3 separate regions of the Mus musculus genome follow, and all the other regions are linked to region 3. The links are chromatin contacts, called in public HiChIP or PLAC-seq maps. All regions are on one chromosome and are shown on one strand. The core of a region is the stretch at or near the end of the contact, and the rest is flanking DNA. Distances in the headings are between cores, read along the strand shown.

The links. HiChIP or PLAC-seq counts read pairs in DNA pulled down with a chosen protein or histone mark.
Region 1: an H3K4me3 HiChIP or PLAC-seq map of craniofacial prominence shows a contact between it and region 3, with 4 times the contacts expected there. The contact joins the enhancer-like site here to the promoter of Tent4b in region 3. A contact is called at or near these places in 4 of 39 promoter capture datasets (the HPC-7 cell line, HPC-7-derived erythroid cells, cranial neural crest and 2 more), 3 of 115 datasets of contacts at active chromatin or transcription factors (craniofacial prominence, embryonic limb bud and memory CD8 T cells) and 1 of 9 other capture datasets (embryonic stem cells).
Region 2: an H3K4me3 HiChIP or PLAC-seq map of bone marrow-derived macrophages shows a contact between it and region 3, with 6 times the contacts expected there. The contact joins the enhancer-like site here to the promoter of Tent4b in region 3. A contact is called at or near these places in 2 of 39 promoter capture datasets (the C10 cell line and the HPC-7 cell line), 1 of 484 Hi-C or Micro-C datasets (B cells), 2 of 115 datasets of contacts at active chromatin or transcription factors (bone marrow-derived macrophages and memory CD8 T cells) and 2 of 9 other capture datasets (adipose tissue and liver).

Annotation. Positions count from the first base shown.
Region 1 is chr8:88,601,788-88,605,513 of GRCm38.p6, reverse strand. No RefSeq gene overlaps it. Among named protein-coding and RNA genes, the nearest start is that of Snx20, 32 kb to the left of the region's middle. Within about 2 kb of position 1,278, at least 91 of the 459 cell types and tissues checked have an H3K27ac peak or open chromatin away from gene starts, as enhancers often do. A contact at or near this core is called in craniofacial prominence and embryonic limb bud, where this site is marked.
Region 2 is chr8:88,660,627-88,664,379 of GRCm38.p6, reverse strand. It overlaps Nod2 (nucleotide-binding oligomerization domain containing 2), which reads right to left. Exons shown (of 13, transcript NM_145857.2): 3 at 3,736-3,753; 4 at 1-682. Among named protein-coding and RNA genes, the nearest start is that of Nod2, 15 kb to the right of the region's middle. Within about 2 kb of position 1,874, at least 93 of the 459 cell types and tissues checked have an H3K27ac peak or open chromatin away from gene starts, as enhancers often do. A contact at or near this core is called in B cells, the HPC-7 cell line and bone marrow-derived macrophages, where this site is marked.
Region 3 is chr8:88,197,953-88,201,910 of GRCm38.p6, reverse strand. It overlaps Tent4b (terminal nucleotidyltransferase 4B), which reads right to left and starts at 2,029. Exons shown (of 12, transcript NM_001372333.1): 1 at 1,409-2,029. The coding sequence starts at 2,007.

The DNA of each region.
Region 1 (3,726 bases), core at 29-2,528, 400 kb before region 3:
CGAGGGCAGCTGGTCAGATGGCTGCAGCCTTGGCATTTTTTAAGTACCTCCTGGGCTGCACCTTTACAACTCATAGGCCCCGATCCGGCCACATGACCTTACCCAAATCAATCACTAGCAAAACTAATCGTTTTGCCTGGGCTGGCTTAACATACATACCCACCAAGAGAAAGGGTCGCAGGGTCAAACATAAGTGTGGGGAACACAGCCATTTTCATCCATGGTGGGACAGAAACTCACGGCAAGGCAGCTGGTTGACCCTTGCTGCCAGGAAGCTCCATTTTCTCACTTCTTTCTTTCTTTCTTTCTTTCTTTCTTTCTTTCTTTCTTTCTTTCTTTCTTTCTTTCATTAATTCATTCATTCATTCATTCACTGAGCACATCTAGGGTGCTTATTAGGCCCCCACTTAGGAACTGGCTAATTGACAGCACAGGGGTCAGGTGGAGGGGGATTGAGGGTAGAGTAGGGGTTGGGGGTGAGGTAGGGCAGACAAAAACAACATGGGAAACTGTGTACAGAGGGTGTGGGGTGCATGATCACGCTGCTCCCACAAAATGCCTCTCCCAAGGCTTCCCCAAATCCTTTTTGCCTGTGGGCCCCATGGGTGTTCCAGGCCTTGTGTTGACTAATCCTTGGCTGGCCTAAAACTGTCCTAATGTCCTGGGTGCAGTGAGGGTACCTTAGAAGCCAAGGCCATACTTCTGCCTGGACAGCATACATTGCCACTTCAGACCCCACAGGGGGACTCCCCCACACTCTCCATCGAGTTTTCATAAAAATCAATTTCTGTCCCGTTTTTTTGCAATGTACATAAAAGGCTGTGGCATCAATTAGCCTTTGGTCCCTCCCATCCTTTCCTCCTGTCTTTTTTGGAAGCCTCTTTGTAGGAAAATCTCATATTTCAGCAATTTGCATCATCCACACATCCTGCTTTGAAGTTCTAAGTTATGGGAAGAAAACGACCCACTTATCTGCCCATAAAAAATGTTCAAAGCTTATAAAGTCCTGAAACAGATGTACATTATCATTGGATTTGCGGCCTTTTTGCTGGAGCGTGCCTAATAGTTTCCGCCGCCCCTGGCCCCTTTCCCACCCCCATGAGCATAGCCTCTTCATAGAAGCCCGACCGCCCCTCCCCCGCCCCCCAGCCCTCCTGCATCCAGTCTGCTCAGAACCCCGCCCCCAGCTCCTCCCCGCATCTCTTCTTCACAGAAGCCCGCCCCTTGGCCCTTCTCAGCATCTCCTTTCCACAAAAGCTGGACCCCGCCCCTCCCACATCGCCTCTCCACAGAAGCCCTCCCCTTCCTGCATCTCTCTCAGCAGAAGCTGCTCCCCACTGGGCCAGGCAGACTTCAAAGGTCCTGGCCTGCCCGTGAGAAGCGAAGCACAAAGTGGGAACATAGGGGCTTTTAAAATCCCCCGCGTTAAAGTCAATATTGTACCTTCCCCTCCCCCACTTTGCTGACAGAGGGGCGCAAGTCCATTCTTTCCTTCATGCCTCCTACCGCCAATTCAGCAATTACCAGGTGGATAGGCAGGCTCCAGATGTCCGTCCTTGCACGCCCCACCCCCTTCTTTTAAAAAGATTTTGTGCTTTGACAATTTCTTATATGTATATAATGTATTTTGATCCAATTCAACTCCATCTCTCAAGTCTCTTATCCTCTCCCACGCCCTTTGGAACTCTTCCCAGTAACCCACCGAATTTGTTTTGGATGATTGCATGGATATGGGCTGTTTACTGCACCATGGGCGACTTACCAGCATCTGTGTCCTTAAAAAAAAAAAAAAAAGACTCCCCCTCCCCCATTGTTCATTAACTGTCACTAACTCCTTAATAGGGCTGTGGTTTCCGGTACCCTGCTCCACCGAGGATGAAACGCTCACGGGCTCAATCTCACGTCTCATGCAGGTAAGCACAGCCTCTCACAGTGGCTGCAACATGTCCAGAAGACAGCATCTCACAGTGCTCATTCCTCTCCTCTGTTCTTAACACCTTTTTTCTTGTCCCCTCTTCTGAAATGTTTCTTGAGCCTTAGGGGCAGGGATTCAATGCAGATGTCCTATTTAGGGATAAACACTCAACAGTCACTTATTTTCGGCACTAACCAATTATGAGTCCACATTCACAGCTGACCCCGGCAAAACGGAGCTTCCCTCCCTGGCTTTTGAGAGCAGGGAAGACGCTTTGACAGTGTGTTCATTTAGCATCATCAGTAGTAGGGTCGTCCTGCCCCCACCCCAGGGCTGATGACACCCTCAGCCATGGGCTTTCCATGGGTTTACAGTGCCAGACATGAATTCTCTCCTGCAGAGCAGGCCTCAAAGGTAAGCAAAAGACAGTTGGCTATCCCTGTAACTTCAGGACATTGTTGTGCTGGTAGGCACATCTTCCTGCAAGGTCAGTATTGAAATATTCAGGGTTTGATGCTGGGTAATATTGATGATTTCTCTCCCTAAGTAGTCTGAAGAGCACCGCTGGCCCTGTGAAAGCAAATCACCAGGGAAGAAATTTGCAGGAGGTCAGTTCCAGTTTGACTTCTCTATGTCTCGAATCTAAAGCATTTTTTTAAAAAAGATTTATTTTATCTATGTGAGCATACTGTAGCTGTACTGATGGTTGTGAGCCTTCATGTGGTTGTTGGGAATTGAATTTTAGGACTTCTGCTTGCTCCAGCCCAAAGATTTATTTATTATTATACATAAGTACACTGTAGTTGACTTCAGATGTACCAGAAGAGGGCATCAGATCTCATTACGGGTGGTTGTGAGCCACCATGTGGTTGCTGAGATTTGAACTCTGGACCTTTGGAAGAGCAGTCAGTGCTCTTACCCACTGAGCCATCTCGCCAGCCCTGAATCTAAAGCATCTGTGTCTTCAGCTGTAGGGTCTTAGTATCCAGTTATGAAAGCAACTAGAAGCCATGGCAATAGCTGTATTTTAGGCATCTCCAGGTAGCCCCAAACATGGCACTGGGATTCTCACTTAAAAAAATTATGGCTTCTGGGAATGGCATTAACCACTCATACAGAGTACCTCTGTTCAAACTCCTTTTTCAAACGATTTATTTTTAATGTTCTTACAAAGCAATGAGTTTTTACCAGCTTTTTCATACACCCCTAATTTTATTTAACCTTCTCTATACTCTTCCTTCTCTCTGTAGCCCCGACTGTGGTGGTTTGAACAGGTATGGCCCCCATAGACTGATAGGCTTGAATGCTTGGCCCATGGAGAGTGGCACTATTAGGTGTGGCCTTGTTAGAGAAAGTGTGTCACTATGGAGGCAGGTTTGAGGTAATATATGTGCTCAGGCTCTGCCTAGTGTGAAACACAGTAGTCTCCTCCTGGCTGCCTTCGGATCAAGATGTAGAACTCTTGTCTCCTCCAGCTCCAAGTTTGCCTGCACGATGCCATACTTCCCACCATAATGATAGTGAACTGAACCTCTGAAACTGTAAACCAGCCCTAATTAAATGTTTGCCTTTATAGGAGTTTCCTAGGTCATGGTGTCTCTTCACAGCAATAAAACCCTAAGACAGAAGTTGGTACCAGGAGTGGGGTATTGCTGTGATAGGCCTGACTGTGCTTTTGTTTGGAGGAGTGTGGATTTTGGGACTTTGTATTAAGAAAGCAATGAAATGCTTTAATCCATGCTTAATGGGTCATCCTAACAGTAACATGGAAGACAGCTATACTGAGGGTGATTTGACCCATGGGGTTTGGC
Region 2 (3,753 bases), core at 625-3,124, 460 kb before region 3:
TGCAACTCTGTGCGAACGAACTTCCTGAGGAGCGCTGACACAGCATCCGGACGGCTGGTCAGCACCTTGCAGGCATTCTTCAGCAGGTTCCCCTGGAGAAGGTTGAAGAGCAGAGTCTGGACTGACGTGGGGTCAATTGGAGAGCAGTGGCGCTCCCGGTCGGTGAACCGGAACTTGAACTCGTCCAAGCCATCAAAGGTTAACAGGACACGGTCAGGATGGTCAAGAAGGAACTGGAAGACATCGTCCTGAGCGACATCAGGCCAGCAGCAGTGCTCAAAGAGCAGCGTCCTCAGGGACAGCGGTTTGGCCACGCATTGCAACTGTCGGCAGCTGAATGGGAAAATGAAGAGAAACTCCTGGAAGCTCCTCCCTGTTGCCCACAGCAGGTGCAAACGCTGCAGAAGAGTGCTCTTGCCACTGCCTGCTTCGCCCACCACCAGTATGGTGTCGGCATCTCTGTTCAGGTGACCATGGGTATCAAAGAGGTCCTCCAGGCCCAGGATGGCAGGGCTCTTCTGCAAGGCCCCGGCTGTGCCCACTTCAGTCTGCAGCTCCAAGATGTTCTCCGTGTATATATCCTCCAGGCAAAGATTCTCCGACCCATCGTAAGTACTGAGGAAGCGAGACTGAGTCAACACCATGGTCCTCAGCTTAGATATGAACTTCTGACACTCAGCAGCTAGGATACAGAAGAGGCAAATGAGGGTGAAGCCACGGTCACAGCGGGACCTACACAGAGAGTAGCCTGCATGGGGAATGCAATGTGTGGAAGGGCTAGTAGGCATCTGTCCTAGTGGGCATCTGTCCTGCCTTATTCACCTCTAAGCTGAGGGTTTGGGGGACAGGACCCAGGGGCTTCCTAAACCTGGTTCTTCCCCTGCAAAGCAGGAATATAGCCGGGAACTTTGATATGGTTAAACAAGGATGGTGTGCATGCCACCTAGTCAGTATAGCATCCAACACAAAGGACATTAGCCACAGTCATTCTTATTATGCACTCCTGAAGGGACCAGGGAGGGTATGAGTTGCAGGATCTGTATCTTGATTGTCTATTCCTGTTGGGTGGCCCGAGACACCCTTTAGTGTCCACTGCCAATTTCTGATGGAAAATAGAAGGGGGCAGGGCTTAGGTCTTCAAATTCTGAAGTCTGACACTCAGGCCCACCATTTGCTTGGCAAGCCATTTGGCCTTCCCAGGATCCAGTGTTCTTAGCTGTAGAAACAAGGACTATTAAGGCTTTCATTTGAAATGTCCCCATTAGCTTGTGTGTCTGAATGCTTGGTCCCCAGCTAATAGTACTGCCTCAGTAGAGGTAGCACCTTTAGGATACAGAATCTCGCTGGCTGATACGGTTCATTGAGGATAGGACTCAAAGGCTATGTCCCGGCCTACTGCCACCTGAGCTCTCTGCCTCCCATTCATTGTTGTAATGAAATCAGCCCCTCCTGTTATCTCTCCTTGGGTCAAGCTGCACCAGCCACCAACCCTCCTGGCCACATTGTACAGTCCTAAAAACTGGGAGCCCAAAGAAACTTTCCCCTCTTGAGCTACTTCTGGTAGATGTCTGCACCACCACAAGAAAAAAATGGCCACAGAGAGCAGCATCCAGATCTGATTCCCAGACGCCCCCCCGGCCCCCCATGTCTGTGTTATCTTACATGCTAAATGGATTAGTCAGACTGAAAGGCTAACTCTGAGACCTCAGCATCACCAGGTGCCTGCGCCAAATCCTCGTCAAAACCTTCCGATACTTCCTTCTTGCCCCTTCCTCCTCCTGCTTGTCTGCATCCAGGGCCCTACTGCCAGTGCAAAGCACTTCCTAATGAGAGCTTAGTTCTCCTTTCAAGAAATGGGGAAGTGCTGGTCAGAGGCTCAGGCTGGCAGAACGTCACAGGACATCATAGGATGTCAACACCTTCACCCCACCATGGCCTCTGTGGCCCTGGGAAAGCACCAGCCCATTTGGCCTCAACTCAGAGGCAAGCTAGTTTTTGTCAGAGAGCTCTCAGGCCACTGAAGTACCAGCAGAGACAAAGGAAGCAGGCACCTGGGCTGCTGTCACTTCTTCTCATCTTCTTTTCTGACACAGGGTCTCATTCTGGAGCCCAGACTTGCCTCCCACTTGCAGTCTTCCTGCCTGAGCCCCAGTGTGCGCTGGGATTAAAGGCCGTGCTGCTGCAGTCAGTATTAGAGACCTCTTGTTCCCAAAGGCGAGGATCCTTGTGGCTCTTTCTGCCCTTTGGCTATATCAGGAGCACTGACCATATACCAAAAGATACACAGGCCCCTTTCCAACGCCATGACTTAGAATGCCAGCTTCTAGCCATTACCAATATCACTGAAAGCTTCCAAACAAACCTAGTGCTGGCACGATAGCCTAATGGGTAAGAGCACTTGATACCAAGCCTGGTGACATGAGTTCAGTCTCCAAAACTACGATGGGAGAGACAGCCAACTCCTGAATGTTGTCTTCTGACTTCCATGTACATGTCATGGCACACTCACATGCATCTACACACACACACACACACACACACACGTGCACTTACGTACACGTGCATGCACACTTGCATACAGGCACACACAAATTAAAAAAAATAAGTAGGCAAAATGAAATTTGGTAGAGTGAACTAAAGAAATGTCTCTCATTTTCATTAAAAAAATAAATAAACCCAATTTTTACTTTTTTTTTTTGAGAGAGGGTCTCATGACTTCCAACTTGATATTGTAATGGAAGATGACCTTGAACTACTGATCTCTCTGCCTCTACTTACAGGTGTGTACAACCATGTCCACCTGCTTAATTGGCATCTTTAGAAGCATCTTGTGTCCGGGAACTGTCTAATGCCTATGTGGCCAGCTATACTTGATGACATTGTCAGTAAATACTCCCCAAGGGCCACAGTGGCATCTACACAGTGAATTCCATCTCCTGTTCTTGTATGAAACAGTATACACCTGGGTACCAAGCACAGGCCTCCAGCCGTCCTGCCCACACACTTGCTTCTGCACAGAAGGCAAGGCCAGAATGATAGTCCCTTCTGTTAGCTATAGTTCATGGACCAGAAGTCTATATTAGGTTTCTTCCCAGTTATATGAGAACAAGACTGGGGGAGTACCAGGCTTGCATCCTTCTGCAACTGGTGGCTTCTTCTCCCAAGTAGAGAAGGACACTCCAGTCACACCCATCTTGCTACTCAAGCCTCAATTTTCCCATCTGTGAAATGGAACATAGCAAATACCCACTTCTCAGAACTGTTGGTAAATGGCAGAAAATTTCCATAGAGTGTATGCCAGGCTGCCTGGTACATTTTAGCCGTGTCACCGGAGCCTCTCTCACTGCTCAGCTGAGCATACCATGGATGAGACTGCACCTTCTAAGTCTGCCTGGTTATGAGTTCCAGATCATGAGAAACTACGTTTCGTGGATTGAGAGATCCTAGCCCTATCTGTGTCTGGTCTAGAATGCAATTTGGACAGCAAGATGTACCCATAGCTGGCTCTCTCCACACGCCTTGGCTCCAGGGAGTATCATGTGGTTTGGGGAGCAAGGAAGGGGGAGAGCCGCCATGCCCTCATCTTTTCCATCTTCACTGCTGTCAGGTTGCTGCTAGGCTTCAGATGCAGGAACTGAGTCTGGAGGACGTCAGGCATCCATCCATGGACGCTAACTGCCTTGTGCTTTGCTCTTTAACCAGGGGTCTGTGTTAACCAGAAGGACAAATACGTACCCTCGTAAGGCAGAGGCA
Region 3 (3,958 bases), core at 780-3,279:
TGAGCCAGGAAGGATCTCCTCTGGAAAACGAGGGCAGCTATGAGGCATTCCCCAGCATCACTCCTGAACCACATGACTGCATTTTTCCATAAAAGGTGGGAGTTGTAATAGTAGTGTACTGAGCAGACACCAGCCCACTACAGCAGATGGAACCCACCAACTCATTTTACCAAACCTTCAAAAAGGTACACACAACTATCTCTCCTTGCCAAAACCAGGGCAGAGCTGACTGGGTGAGTCTAAGAAAGTTCACACGGGATTACTGATTGATTTCCTGAGGCCTAACTACAGATCAGTACCTGAAAACGAGAAACTGCCCTCAAAAACCTTCAGAGCTGGTTTTCCATACTGGAGCTACACAAACCACACTCTACACTTCTCACACACACACTACACCAAAATCCAAAAGCATAAGTTTATGAAAAGGGAAAAAAAAAGAACGAGAAGAAAAGACTCAGTAACCTAATCCAGCCAACACAGGGGCTCTTCCCAAAGGAAAAGCAGGCTGGAAACATTCCCAGCTTATGTACATAATTCACTAGGGCTCAGGTAAGATTCCATTTTGTAAGAGCTGAACTTTAAACACAAAGTCACCGGTGGTGCAACATTCACACACTAACACCAGCACCCCTAAATGAAAACCACTGCTACCTCTGCCACAGTGACAACCTCACAGTGAGAAGCTGCCGACCATGAACTCCTGCAAAGTTCTGTCAGGGCTCAGAAAAGCTCACCATCTATGACAACTTCAAGCTAGCTGTCACTCAGTGCTTTCTGCTCACGACAGACATGGCAAACACTGGCTTTTTTTTTTTTTTTCCTTAAGTAAATATAAAAGATGGGCCAAAGGATCAAGAGCAGGCAGTGTCTTTCAGGGCTGAGGAGATTTTCGTCGTGGACTGGGGGAGGGGAAGGAGCATTCTGGATGTTTCTATTCTTGGCAAGAAGAGCACCTCCTGGTCCTAACATCTAAAGACGCTAAGGCAGAAACGTTCTCAGGAAGTTAACTAGCCCGATGCTAAGGGGCTTCATCTTGGGGTGTGGTGGTGGGGAGCAAGGTGTGGAGGACAGAAAGGGATCAGAGGGCAGGCTGAATTCTAGAGCATAGAAAGATCCAGGAGAAGGACAAGCAAGAATGCATCGGGAAGGTGTGGACAGTTAGGAGAGGAGGAAGGTAGAGATGACTACGAAAAGGAGAGGATAGCTCCACTTTTTCCAAAGGAATTCCAAAGAAAGGTCCACCGAGACTGGTCAAGCTATGAAGGAATGAATGGCCACCGATGCTCTGGAGGCCCCACTGGGGCTCCCCATCCCCCACCCATCATCCCCCCCTCCCGCCTGTGGGCGTGTTCCCCGCTGTGCGGGTGTGCCGACCCTCCAAGACGCAGGCCACGACGCCAGCACTCACCCCACGACTCCCTGGTTGTAGTTCCGTCGCTTCCACGGGGTCCCGCTGTACACGCCCCCGCCGCCGTCCGCCCGTCCGCCTCCGGCCGCGCGCCCTCCGCTGGGCTGCAGCAGGCTGTAGTTGAGTCCGTAGGTGCTGGCCTTGTTGTCACGTTTCCTCTTGTTGCTGCTGCCCGAGGCCGGGTCGGTAGACTCGGAGGCGGGGAGTGCGGCCGCCGGTCGCGGGGACGAGGGAGCCGATGGGACCGGCGACGCCGAGGGGCCCGCCGATGCCCGCCGTGCCCAGGCCGCCGGCTGGTGGTGATTGTTGTTGTTGTTGGTCGTCTCCAGGGGCAGGAAGTCCCGCTGCTCCGCGGGCACGGCGAGGCCGCCCAGTGGGCGCTCCCCCGAGCGGAACATGCCGGCCGGGGCCGGGGCCGTGCCGCCGGGGCTGCCGGGGCCGCTGCCGCTCCCGCCGCTCGCGCTGCTCGCGCCGCTGCTGTGACAGTGGTGGTTGAAGTAGAGGTTCCTCAGCCCCTGGGTCGTCTCCCAGATCTGCATCCACAGACTATTGGACGGTCCGAGCTGCTCTGGCTGGAACCAGGCGATCCTCGGATCCATCAAACGGCGGCGGCCGCTGCCCCCGCCCCTCCCGGCCGCCCGCAGGGCCGCCGCCGCCGCCGCTGCCTCAGGCGCACGCCCGCCCTCGGCCGCCGCCGCCGCTGCCACCCGGGTTCCGCCACGGGCGGCGCGGTAGCGCAGGGAGCCTGGCCGGCGCCGGCGGCGTCGCTCCCGCCCTCGGGGCTCGCAGGCCCTCCCCCCTCCCTCCGCCCCTCCGCCGAGCCCCTGTCACCGGGGTTCCCGTGCAAATGGCGGCGGCGGATCCCGAGAAGGGCGAGCGGCGGCGGCGGTGGTGGCGGCGGCGGCAGCAGCAGCGGCGGCGGCGGCGGCAGCGGCGGCGGCAGCGGGACGCGCCTGCTCCGTAGCGTCCGTGCTGCTCGGCCCCGGGGCGGGGCCTCCGCCGGCTCCGCCCCTCGCTCCGCTCCGCCTGCCCCGCCGCCGCGCTCGCCCCGCCCCGTCCCTGCTGCCAGCCGTCCGCGGGTTCCCCGAGGCCGCACCGCGCGTCACAGAGGCCGCGGCAGGCTGCAGGCAGCGGGGCCGCAACCGCCTGGTCAACCGTCCCGCGCTAGCTTAGCTGGGGTCGCACGTACCTGGGCCTCCGGGCACCTCGGACGCGCGCGCCGCCGCAGGACTCTGTTGCCGCTCAAGCGCCGCCGAGGCACACGAGGCGGCTGCCGACTCCGCGGAAAGTGACTGGTTTGCGCCGCCCACCCCGCTCCGGACCGCCGGCTCCGCCCCTCGGTCCCGGCGCGGCCCCGGGGCTCCTGGCCGCGCGCCGCGCGAGCACGAGAAGGGCGGGCTTCCGCTCAAGGGCCGGGTTAGCACGCGGCTGCACGCGCATCTCGGTTCCGGAGCGGTCTCAGCGGCCTCTGGGTCGCGAGTGCTGGCACCGCTGCCCGGCTGGAGGGCCACACAGCGCGGCTGTTCCAAGGTGCACTTACGAGCTCAAAGCCCCTCAACTTTCATAACTAAGAATACTCGAAGCCTTTTAAACCTAAAATCACACTACCGTTGCGGTTAATGATCGTTTTTCATAGAATGCCCATTTGTGTAGCTTTCTTCTGGCGCGAAAAATAACCAAAAAGGGGGCAGGGGGTGGTTGTCAGTAATTAACATTATCCAGAAGACTAGAACACTTACTGTGCGCATGCTTCAAGCTCGCTGCAAATTCCAGAACCGAGTCCCTGACTGACACTTGAGTTTTGGCTCTGTGCCCAGTTCAATATCCTGGAAAGTTTGGGGTGGTGGTGATTGGTTTTGTTTATTTACTTATTTTGCAAAGGATTAAAAATCTGTTTGTCACAGAATGAATCATTGCTCTACGTTTTTTCTTAGGGGGAAAAAAAAAAAAAGAATACAATGACCACTGGCTGAGCTAATTGTAACTCTATTAGAGTGCTTGCTTAGCACACGAAATGCCCTGAGGTTGGTGCCAGACCCTCAGCAGGAAAGGAGAATCTCCGATTCATGGCCATCCATAGCTACATAACAACTTGAGACTCAAGCCCTCCTTTTCCGGACGGGGACACACACACACACACACACACACACACACACATGAAAGTGAAGACACACTATTAAATGTTTCCATTTCTTCCCCAAGTCTCTGTACAATACATGTCAAAATACAAGACATTCAGTTATTTTGCACTTTTCTGCAAATGTCATGTTATAAGTCACTGCCATTGGTATTTTTTTACATTTTTGTATATTTAATTTTTTTTCCATTACAATAGTACCTTAACAAAAGTTATTTGTTGTATGTGAGCTATTTTTTTTTCTTTCAGCAAATGTGAAGAACTACTAGAGGCTAGCAAAAATGATCAAATAAGATGATATACAAGAGCACTTTATAGGAGCTGGAGATGGCTCAACCTTTAAAGCCTCTAAGAGTACTGGCTGCTCTTCCAGGGGACCCAAGTTCAAATCCCGGCACTCACATGGCAACTCA